Linked DNA regions of Mus musculus: region 2 is linked to region 1. The links are chromatin contacts, called in public promoter capture Hi-C maps. All regions are on one chromosome and are shown on one strand. Each heading gives the region's core, a stretch centred on a gene start, on an enhancer-like site or on the middle of the called end of the contact. The rest is flanking DNA. Distances are from core to core; before and after follow the strand shown.

Region 1 (5,177 bases), core at 1,819-4,318:
AGGGTCACACCAACGACCTCAGAGGACAGAGGCTTGCTGCTTCTACCCCAGGGCCAGGCTTAACTAGCCTGGCTAAGTGAGATGTCCCCACTCCACCTTCTACAAACTGGGAACTCTCCTTTCACAGAAAAGTCTCTTCTCTACTGGGACTTGACTATCCTTTCTCAAATGCATAGGATCTGTGTCTCAGACACTGTTTCTCATCCCGGGCCCCTCCACTGAACACCTCTTTCCAACTGATCTGGGTTAGTGGGAACTAGAGAAATGTCCTTTAAGGAAGATGAGTCCCGATCCCAACTAAATGGGAAACTGAGAAGAGAATGAACAGGAACCAGCGTCAGGCAGCTTGTGGGTACACACAGCTCAGGGACTCCAAGTCTATATACAATGAGACTGTTGAAGAGAGCCAAAATCCAGGGCAAATCACTTGAAAAGTGTGTGAGTTGGTGACAGACCATCAATACTAAGGAACCAAAGCGCCATGCTCTTGGGACACAGTCTCCATCACAGACTTCCAGAAAGACAGCTGGGATTTAGGCAGGGCCCTGCTCTCTATCTCTTTCCTCTTTGGAGCAGCAGGGAGATAAACCCCAACTTTCCAGTCCAGCCTCTCCTCCTTCCGTTCAGCCCCTCCAGCAGGATAAGGACACTTCTTATTGCTCCCCAAAGAGCAGACTCTAGGGTGATAATGGTAACAACAACAGCTAATCCTTGAATAGCAACAACTGTGCTAAGTCCTTTACACATAGTAGCAATTCAATCCATACTATTTCCATGTCAGAGCAGAGGAGTGGAAAGATGGTAGGTCTAAGGACCTGCTCTGCTCAGCACCTATGTTTCTTTAAGGAAGGAAGGCAATGATAAAATCCACATTTGTAGGCCCCGCTATTTTCCAGAGACATCCTCACTGGCTTAGCCTCCCTCAGTCTGGCACTAGTTCTGACTCCCATTCATAGTTGATCACAAGGGCCTCTCAGTCACCATCAGCTCCTTGGCCAGACACTACTAGCTAGAGCCTGCCTCAAAGGGTCTGAGGATGGTGAAGGATGAAAAGGAGGAAGGGAAGACCCCCCTCAGGTACCCCTAGCTCATCTCCCCCAAACCACACACCTCCACCACCACTCCATTCTCGGCTCTACCACCTACCACTACCTACCGCACCCCACAAAAGGGGCCACGGGACCTGATACACACAGGTGACACACAGTTTAAGTGTATGTTTCAGAGTGCATGCACCAATGTTGCCTCTCCTGCGCTAAGATAGTCCCAGACCTGGGAACTCAATAGGCTCCCTGGCTCACACCCTTCAGGCAATCAACAACAAAGCCCTATGCTGGTTTCTCACGCCTGAGATCCTATCACACACATGTGGGTGAGTGGGTGAGTGTGTGTAAGTGTGGGTGCAACCTCTGTGTGTCTGTCTAAATTTGCATGTGTCCACCCATGTGAATAAATCCCTCAGCACAGTGGCACCAAAATTCCAAAGGCCAGAAGCCTCTCTGAACTGTTTCAGAGATTTTGTTTTTTCTTCCTAACCTTTAAGTTTACACTGTGAATTTATGGAAAGGAAACCAACTGCATAGGGATCGTATTTTGTTCCTCAACTAAAAAAGTGCATCTAACCAATACACCAAAAATTAAGTACTGCCTGCATTGCAATTTTCCCTCAAATTCTTTGCTGCCCTCCCTCAACATTGAGTTTCACCCCTGACTGAATAGGTTTACAATTTTTGTAACACCAGGGGACTGTATGTGCCTCTAGACTGTGTTAGTGACCTGTGCCGGTGTTCCCTGTGGGTTCATGTCAAGTGGCGTAAGTGTGAGCTCTCTTGTCTGGGCCAGCCACACTCGGGCTGTTTGTTTGTCCAAGTTCAATTTCTTCCCAGTAGCAGTCTTAGTAGGTTTCACTGAGCCCACAGACAAGGCTGACCTTTTCCCGCCGCTGATGACTAGTAGCCACTCGGCTCAGGTGCTCCCCGGGTAAATCCCTGTTGGTGAGGGTTCAATGGAAACCTAAGCCCTCCAAAGGTCCTGCTGGAGGTGGGGGTGGGGTGGGTCCGAGAAGGTTTACAACAGACACACACACACCTCTTGTGTTGCTGGCACTTGAAAAACCATAAACAATGACAGGCCCCCCTGCCTCTCCACCCCCGCAGCCATCCCCTGACAAAGCGGGGTGCACACAATCACGCTTACTGTTAACTACAACGGGTTCCCAACCAGTGCAGCCCCCAACCCGAGGAGCTTCGCTTCACCCGCCCAAGCGCCCAGTCCCGCAGCCCCCCCGCCTTGATGCTGAGTCGCCCACATTTCCTCGCCTTCCAGAGGTGCGAACCCCCGAGGGTCTCGTTCCTCTGCTTTGACTGTAGGCTATCCCTTCCAAATGGAAAGAAGAAAAAAAAAAAAACCCGAAAAACAAAAAACAACCCACGGCCGAACTGCTGCTTTCGGGAGTCGGTGCTGAGTCCTGATGCTAGCAGTTTCCCCAAAGAGGGCTGCGGAGCCGGCTCGAGCCTAGAGTCTCCTTGGACGTGTGCTCAGCCCACGGCCCCACACTGCGGGGCTCCCCGGTAGCGCGCGGGACCCCGACGCCGCTCACCTTCCAGCGCCCAGCAGCCGGCGGGAAGCAGCAGCGGCAGCAGCAGCGGAGCGAGCAGCGGCAGAAGCCCCGGCGGCGGGCGGGCTCCGGCCATAGCCCGGGGCGCTCGGTTGGGGGGCCGAGCCGGGCCGCGCCGGCGGGGCTGGGGACGCCCGAGGAAGAAGGCTCGCGCACAGTCCAAGAGATCCCGTCAGGGAGGGGGAGCAAAGCAGACGGGCTGCTCTGTAACCGAGGTGTCGCCCAACCCGGGACTCCGGGTAGATGCCGGCAGGTCGTTCCCGCGGGAATCTGGACGGACCGGTCCAGGAGGATCCGGGGCGCTGGGTGGCTTGATGCCCAATGACTCGGGAAGCGGAGGGCGCAGGTGGTCGCAGGTTCTCGGGGCACAGTCCACTGAGGCCGAGCTCAGATCCCGGGATCCTTGTGCGCTCGCCGTCCGGGGTAGGAGCCGGTATCTGGCTGCGCCGCTCACGTACTCACTTCTGCTGGTCCTCGCGGTGGAGCGGCCGCTCTGGGCGAGAGGGGCAGGGCTACCTGCCTGCCCGTCAACACTCAGGCCACGCCCCCAGAGGCCGGCCGCCCACTCACAGACCGCCCAGCCAGCTGGTTCTGCTGCGAGAGCACTCTGCTGGAGTTCAGTTGGCCGCTCTTCCACCGAGCCCACCCTCGGCGTCCTGGGGCTTGCAGCAGGAGGAGCCATTGAAAAGATGAATTAGACTGGGCGGAGCCACACTGTCAGTCAATCGGGTAACCCCGCCCCTCTCTCCTATTGGCGATTAGTAACCAGCTCCAGTCCTAGACGGTGATAACCAGATAGAACGAGCTGGGGGCGCCCCCCTGTGGTTAGCAGACCCATGGGATTCTGTCAAGAGGCTTTTTTTCTTCCAAGCACATCCAGACCCAGGACAGGCCTTAGCGAGTAGGGAAAGGAATGTGGGGCGTGGGAATTACCCACCCCGGCAGAGCCCGCTTCAAGGGACGCTCAAGGGTTTATTTATTCGTCTATTCGATTGTGATAATTTATTAGAAAATATTTTTTGGGCACCCACAATGTTTCAAAGTGGCTAGAGCAGAGAAGCGTTTATTATCCCGGAGCCATGTGTTAACTGGTGGAGGTGGGTTTAAAACTCACAGCGGGGCTAACAAGCATTCCTGCCGGGAAAGAACCTACCTTTTCGAAGCACAATGTTAGGTCTAAGGAAACGGGATCTAAGTGACAGTATACAAGATGGATGAGTAATAGTGTATTGAGGATGGGAGGCAGTGCTCCGGGCAGAGAACATACACTTTTGTGTTAAGACCTAGAATCGAAGAAAAAAAATGTTCAGAATAAAGTTCAGAATCGCTTGAGTGCAGAGTTAGAGCGGAGAGAGGGTGAACCGGCTGAGGAGAAGTAGATGAGGAGGGGCCCGGAGGATACGATTTTGGACTCACAATGTAGCCTTTCTCTTGAAACAGGGGGACATTACATTATCAGATTGGCATGTCTGTCCTGGGAGGATGACAGGCAGAGACAGTGGTGGAATCCTGGGGGCTAGTGAAGGGGCCATGTAGTGGAAGGGAGGGTGGTGGCTTAGACCATGACTAGAAGGAAGAGCCAACAAGTTAAGTTTGAAGTGTATTTGTGCCTAGGTGAATGAGAGAGGTGCCGGGGTCGGAAACATCAAAGAGAGCCTCTAGGTTACTGTGATGGACTTCTGCCGGTTCACTTTTAGAACATTTACAAGGTGTAATAAACACCCTGAAACAATACCTCACACTTATTCAGGGTAGGTGTTATTATAGCCTCATTTTACAGACAAAACTGAAGAAAGAAAGTAAAAGAAAATACATAGACAAACTGGCGTGTACAAAGGCTTGGCAGCTTGCCCCAAGTTACAGGAGCTGAACCCAGGACAGTGTAGTTACAGACACTCTGCTTTATTAAAGAACTAAGGAGCACCTTAGCATGTGTTCAGAACCTCAAGCTGTCCCTTCCCACCTCACATGCTAGGATTCAGAGTATCTGCAATGTGGAGCTCAGGATTCTGTATTCTAACAAGTAGGTGGTTCTGATGTGTACTGAATTCTAAAGTCGTGACCACCATGCATCCTCTCATGGGCCTAAGGGGTGACCATCACTCCATGGTCCCTCAGAGCCTTCCGTACCTCCCCCCATGGTTTCTGGGCCAAAGAAGGAGAGTTGAGTTAGAGATGGGCTCAGAAACACGATAGACAGACTGACTTGTCCCTCTGATCAGGAAGCACCCTTAAGACTCCAGTTCAGACAAACCAAAGCAGGGTGGGGTAAGGTCATGGGTCCAGAGCCTAAGGGTATTGCTTTGAAAGAGCTTTGTCTCTCTGGGCAAGGCTGAGGTGGGTGTGGATGCATGAAGCTGGGGTGGGGGTTGCCTTATTCAGAGGCTCTGACCTATTGAGTTCTAAAAGCTTACAGAAAGCTCTAGTCCACCGGAGGTATCTTAGAAACCGTCATATCCAGTTCTCAGTTGTGGGACTGGAGATCCCAAGATGGAGAGCAGGGACTGCTTGCCCTATAGCCCTGGAGATCTGGTTGATGTTGACCATTGTGATTTTTAGC
Region 2 (5,177 bases), core at 799-3,298, 240 kb before region 1:
AGCACCACCAACACAGTTCACACAAAATCAGGAGGCTGTTCAAGCCCTGACGAGATTATGTGGGTGTGACCTTTTTTTCACCTAAGTTGCATGGTTCTCAAAGTGAGAACCTGTGACAATATCAAAAGGTCAGAAGAGAACACCATGGCTTTTAAACAGGGAATTCAGGCCATCAAAGACATCAGTCTGTTCGCAAAGCACTAAGCTATAATGAGGAGGTGGGCACCCCTACAAGGATCCCTGTCCAAGATGGCAGCCTCAGGAATACAGCCCTGACACAAGAGGAATCTACGAGGAGGAGCGCCGAGCACGTGGGCAGCAGTCCAGCCACACGTGGATTCAATAAAGCGGGTCACGCTGCGCTTCCTCCACGCCTCTCACGAAAGAACACTTCAGGTTCTCACAAGAATCTGGAACGTGAAAACAGCCCAAACTGAAGTTATTTAGAGTTCGAAGCCTTTTCCCCTGACTTTTAATCATCTCTGAGAGTCTCCTCTGAAACTGCTCCAAGGAAATGAAGAATTCTGGAGCTGACCTTGGAGAGTGGATGTGGGGGAGTTCAGCGAACATGGTCTGCCAGGCAGCCAAGCTCTGAAGAGTGTGCCCCAACTAGGCTATGCCCCCTCCAACAGCTGATTAATTACACTGTAGCATGAAGACAGTTACTTTAAATAATGAAACTATACTGCATCATGAAGACGCTGGCTTTAAAAGTCATATTAGACTGTACCATAAAGCTAGTGACTGTAAGTAACCATACTTTAGCCATGCGTTAAGTATGATTTACAAGAATACTCACCTCTTTAGGTTGGCCCTGTCGCCGCTGTCTGAGCTCGCCACAGATGAGGTATCGTAAGAGTGAGAGTCGATGGTGTCAACGTTTAACAAGGTAGGGTCCTCCAGAACGAAAGACTCATCTTCATCGTCCGTCTACATTAAAAGAAGATACAGCCATAAACTTAAGACTGTAAGTCCTCTGCACCAAAGGGAGCCGGGCACTGCTGGCCTCCCCACAGCACCCAAGGGCCTGCTTCTGCTCTTCCCTCCCCTTCCTGTGTATGCATCCTCATTCAGAGAGGCATGGCGCAGGACTCCCAGAATGAGTCCACACAGAGATCACTCTCTAAAGAGTTCATGAACTCCAAAGAGTTCTCTTACAGCAGAAGCAGCAGAGCAGCCGTGCAGACCACTGTTAGCTGCAAATACCTTTATAACTCCAGGCTGTGGGATGCTTTACTGAGACTAACAAGCACTGGCTAATTAGAAGAAAGCAAATGTCACTTGGCTGCAAATGTCTGCCATGAAAACATGACAGGTATACAGAAAGAAAGGCATTCTGGATGGGACACACATGCACAGAAACCTTGATCTCATAGCATGGGTTTTACGGGGGCGAAGTAAGTTGCCGTAAGTGACTGGAATATATGAGCAGAAACTGAAGAAGGTCAGACAGAGGAGCTGGGGTCCAGGCTATAAAAGGTGTTGTTTTCCATCATGTTGGAGGGCCTATGTCTGCCTTGTCTGCCACTGTATCTGCAGTAGCTATTACGAGGCGAGGCATGTACAGTACCCATGTATTATTCACTAGAGTGGCATCTACACTGGGTGGTGAGAAGTCTAGCAAGACTTTTAAGGAGCAGAGACGAGATGGGAACCCTGTTTTAGAAAGATAAATGGGGTCACATGCTGAATGAAGGGGACAGGGAGAAGCTATGGCAGGGGGAGTGTTAAAGACCAGGTAGACCAGCAGAGCTGACCAGCAGAGAGTCCGAGGTCCTAGCCGCTGCCCACCCTTAGTCAGCGGCCTCCATGCCGCACTCTCTACTGGCCATTCCCTACTGGAAACTCTCTCCTTGGTTCCCCACAGATGTGCCTCTTCCTGGACTCTCAGGTCATGTTTCCTAGCTTCTCCTCAGCTCACCACTAAACTGCTAATCCCCAGGAATATTTGTAGCCCCCTTCTCCTGCTACTCAGACACTCCCTACTTAAGCAAGCTTCTTCACAACCACAGCTAAGTGCCATGTGGTTATGGCTCTGAACTCTATCTTCAACATCAACATAAAGGAGTCTATAATTTCACTACATTCCAGAATTCTCCACCACACATATGTCTGCTAAGACTGAGTTTGTACTTGGCAAGGAGACAGTTACTTGAGAGCTGAGAGAGACTGCCACAATTGCTGTAGGAAAAGGAAATGATTTGGAAATAAGAACTACAGGGTAAAGGTCACAAGCAGGAGAGTCAATCAAAGCCTGGTTTGATTTTCTTAAGTAGCCTGGACGCATAATTAAATAAAACAGATCACCTGAGAAAAGCCAGGCTTACTGAAAGAAATGGAGAAGGAAATAAAAGGATTGAGGAAGCCAATGCTACACAGTAGAGATGTCGACTTTCCCCAAACTGTGTAAAACCCAGACACTCTTATTAAGTTGAACAGTGTACTCGATGGAAGCCCTGAACCTTGCATGGTGAAAATAAAAAACTTAGACGTCGCTCTCAATGGCAAGAGAGCTGGGACACGCCAACCACTGGCTATCAAGGCCTACGTTTGTTTTGTTTATTTACTGATATGTGGTTTATTTAGATTTATGAGCATGGTGTGTGTGTGTGTGTGTGTGTGTGTGTGTGTGTGTGTGCGAGCGCGCCCTTGTCTGAGTATTTTATCTGCAGATCTGTGCAAGTGCATGCATTATCTACAGAGAAAAGAACGCAGCATCAGATGCCTGGCAACTGGAGTTACAGACAATTGTGAGCCACGATGTGGGTGCTGGTAACCAAATCTGGGTCCTCTGCAGAGCAACACGTGTTCAGAACGACTGAACCAACTCTCGAGGCCCATATTACTGACTTTTTTTTTTTTATTTGAGACGGGTATCACGTAGCCTAGGCTAACCTTGAGCTCCCTTAAGCAGCTAAGAAGGACCTTGAACTCCTGACGACTGCTCCTCTGCTCCTCTCTTCCCTGTCTTTCCTCCTTGCCTTCTTAGTATGTGTCTGTGTATGTGTTTACCTGTGTGTATGTCTGTTTGTCTGTGTACATGTCTGTGTGTGTGTCTGTTTATATGTGTGTGTACCTGAGTATTTGTGTGTGCATCTATGTATATGTCTATGTCTGTGTGCATATACATGTATGTGCGTCTCTGTGTTTGTCTGTATGTCGTCTAAGTCTATGGGTGTGTGTATATATATATGTGTGTGTGTGTGTGTGTGTGTGTGTGTGTGTGTGTGTCATCTGAGTCTGTGTGTCTGTATGTATGTGTGTGATGAATCCAAGGCCTCACATGCTAGGCACATGTTCTACCACTAAGCTACACTGCCAGACTTAAGATCTAAAGTTCCAATCTTAGAATGTGACACTGGAGCAGTCAGACAGAGGAATTAAATCAACTCTCAAATAAATGATCCTCTGAGCTATAGCAAAGGTGACATCACAACCAAGAATATTCTCTCCAGCAAATGGTATCAGATCATACCTCATATTGATACACACAGAAAAAAGTCCAGATGAATCACAGAGCCAAATGTAAAAGGGAAAGCAATACAGATTTTGGAACAAACAAGACAATATCATCATGGCCTCAGAATGGCTAGATTTTCTGAAACACAGGAAACAAACAATGGGAGTCACAATGGGAAAGGTTAGAAAGCTGAACTCTGATAATATAGTTCCTGAGTATCAAATGGAAACAATAGTGGTGTAAAAAGCAGTAGAGTGAAAGAAGGCAAGCGTTGTGGGTTACATGTGATACAAAGACACCCACAAATCACTTTTAGAAAAAAAGTTTTCCACGAGATATTCAAACGGCCAAAACCCACTTCGAGGCATCCAATGTCATCAATCTTCAGAGATATTAAAATTAAAATCACTATGCACCTTTCATTAAGTATAAAAGACCAAAGAGGGGCACACAAATTCAACAGTTAACAGGCACATAAGCAACCAGACCTCTGGTACACTTCTCTTAAACATATTAAAGGAACACTTTGACAGCCTGTGGCAGTGTTCTTAAAAGCCAAGTTACACATGATTGCTTATCAATTCTAAAGGGCATGCACAAGAAAAATGTGAGAATGTAGCTGTGTGAACACAAGACATGATAGAATTGTCCTCAGCTGTAACCACATGAACGTCTATCAACAGGAGGATGAACAGATGAGACAGATAAAGAAAGAGCCGTGGCGAACGGTAAACTGTTACAGTAAGACATGACAAAACCTCAGAACACTGTATTAGAGAAAAGTCAGTGATACAGGTATGTGTGCCTCGCACATACATGTACATACACATATATACATAAGAGTACACTATCCTGTATGTAAGGTTAGGCATGCAAACCAGTCCATGCAGGTAGAAGCTGGAGTCACAGTTATTCTAGGCCTTGGTGCTGAAGCCCAAGAGGAGCTTCTGGGACAGGCTGCGCACTCTACTACACAGGTTGTTGTTCATAGGTAAGGACAGGCTGTGCACAGGTTGTTGTTCATAGGTAAGGACAGGCTGTGCACTCTACTGCGCAGGCTGCTCGGTTGATAAGGTGCCTCCATGATGCACATTTACGATTCGTTCACCGTGCTGTGCACACACCCCAAGATGTTCACAAGATATTCCTAACTACTCAACAGCAGAACTGAAGTGAACCCAACATTACTCTGAGATTATGAAAGGCCAAGAGACAAGGTCATGGCAAGGTCAAAGAACAAGTTTAGTGGAAGAAAGGGACCAGAAGAAAAGAGTTTGTGTTAGAGAATGTAACTTCCAACTTAGGACCCAAGAGGCAGTGATTTCAAGGCCTGGCAATGTCATCCTTTCATGTGCTGAGACTTTAGTTCACAATGTCTCACAAGTTACTATCTTTCCATTTTAAAAACACCTTAGGTCCATTTTTGGCCAACCTCCCTCAGGTTGATATAATGAACATTTTAGAATATATACATGTAAATATTCTAGAGAAAGAGCTTATTTACGCTGCTGCCTTTTTTGGTTTGTTAATAATTTTCTTTAATGACTCCTGATAGTCTTTGTTGGTCTTCAGACCCAGGACAAGGGGCTGAGGTCCATGTTTAACATGCCAAAGTGGACCTGGCCTCCAAGTTCTCCCAGCATCCTTCAGTCCCTACCTATTACAGGGCATGGCTGGAATACCCTGCCCTCTGCCCTGAACTTTCCAGCCAAGGGGC

What was found. Promoter capture Hi-C pulls out the DNA fragments that hold promoters and counts their contacts.
Region 2: a promoter capture Hi-C map of cranial neural crest shows a contact between it and region 1. The contact joins the enhancer-like site here to the promoter of Ephb3 in region 1. A contact is called at or near these places in 9 of 39 promoter capture datasets (cranial neural crest, embryonic stem cells, frontonasal cranial neural crest and 5 more), 1 of 15 datasets of contacts at CTCF or cohesin (embryonic stem cells), 2 of 484 Hi-C or Micro-C datasets (bone marrow-derived macrophages and cerebral cortex), 24 of 115 datasets of contacts at active chromatin or transcription factors (bone marrow-derived macrophages, craniofacial prominence, embryonic basal ganglia and 12 more) and 3 of 9 other capture datasets (adipose tissue, embryonic stem cells and liver).

What each region holds. Positions count from the first base shown.
Region 1 is chr16:21,202,686-21,207,862 of GRCm38.p6, reverse strand. Ephb3 (Eph receptor B3) reads right to left here and starts at 3,068. Exons shown (of 16, transcript NM_010143.1): 1 at 2,600-3,068. The coding sequence starts at 2,693.
Region 2 is chr16:21,438,087-21,443,263 of GRCm38.p6, reverse strand. Vps8 (VPS8 CORVET complex subunit) reads right to left here. Exons shown (of 47, transcript NM_001285893.1): 4 at 800-930. Among named protein-coding and RNA genes, the nearest start is that of Vps8, 18 kb to the right of the region's middle. Within about 2 kb of position 2,048, at least 13 of the 459 cell types and tissues checked have an H3K27ac peak or open chromatin away from gene starts, as enhancers often do.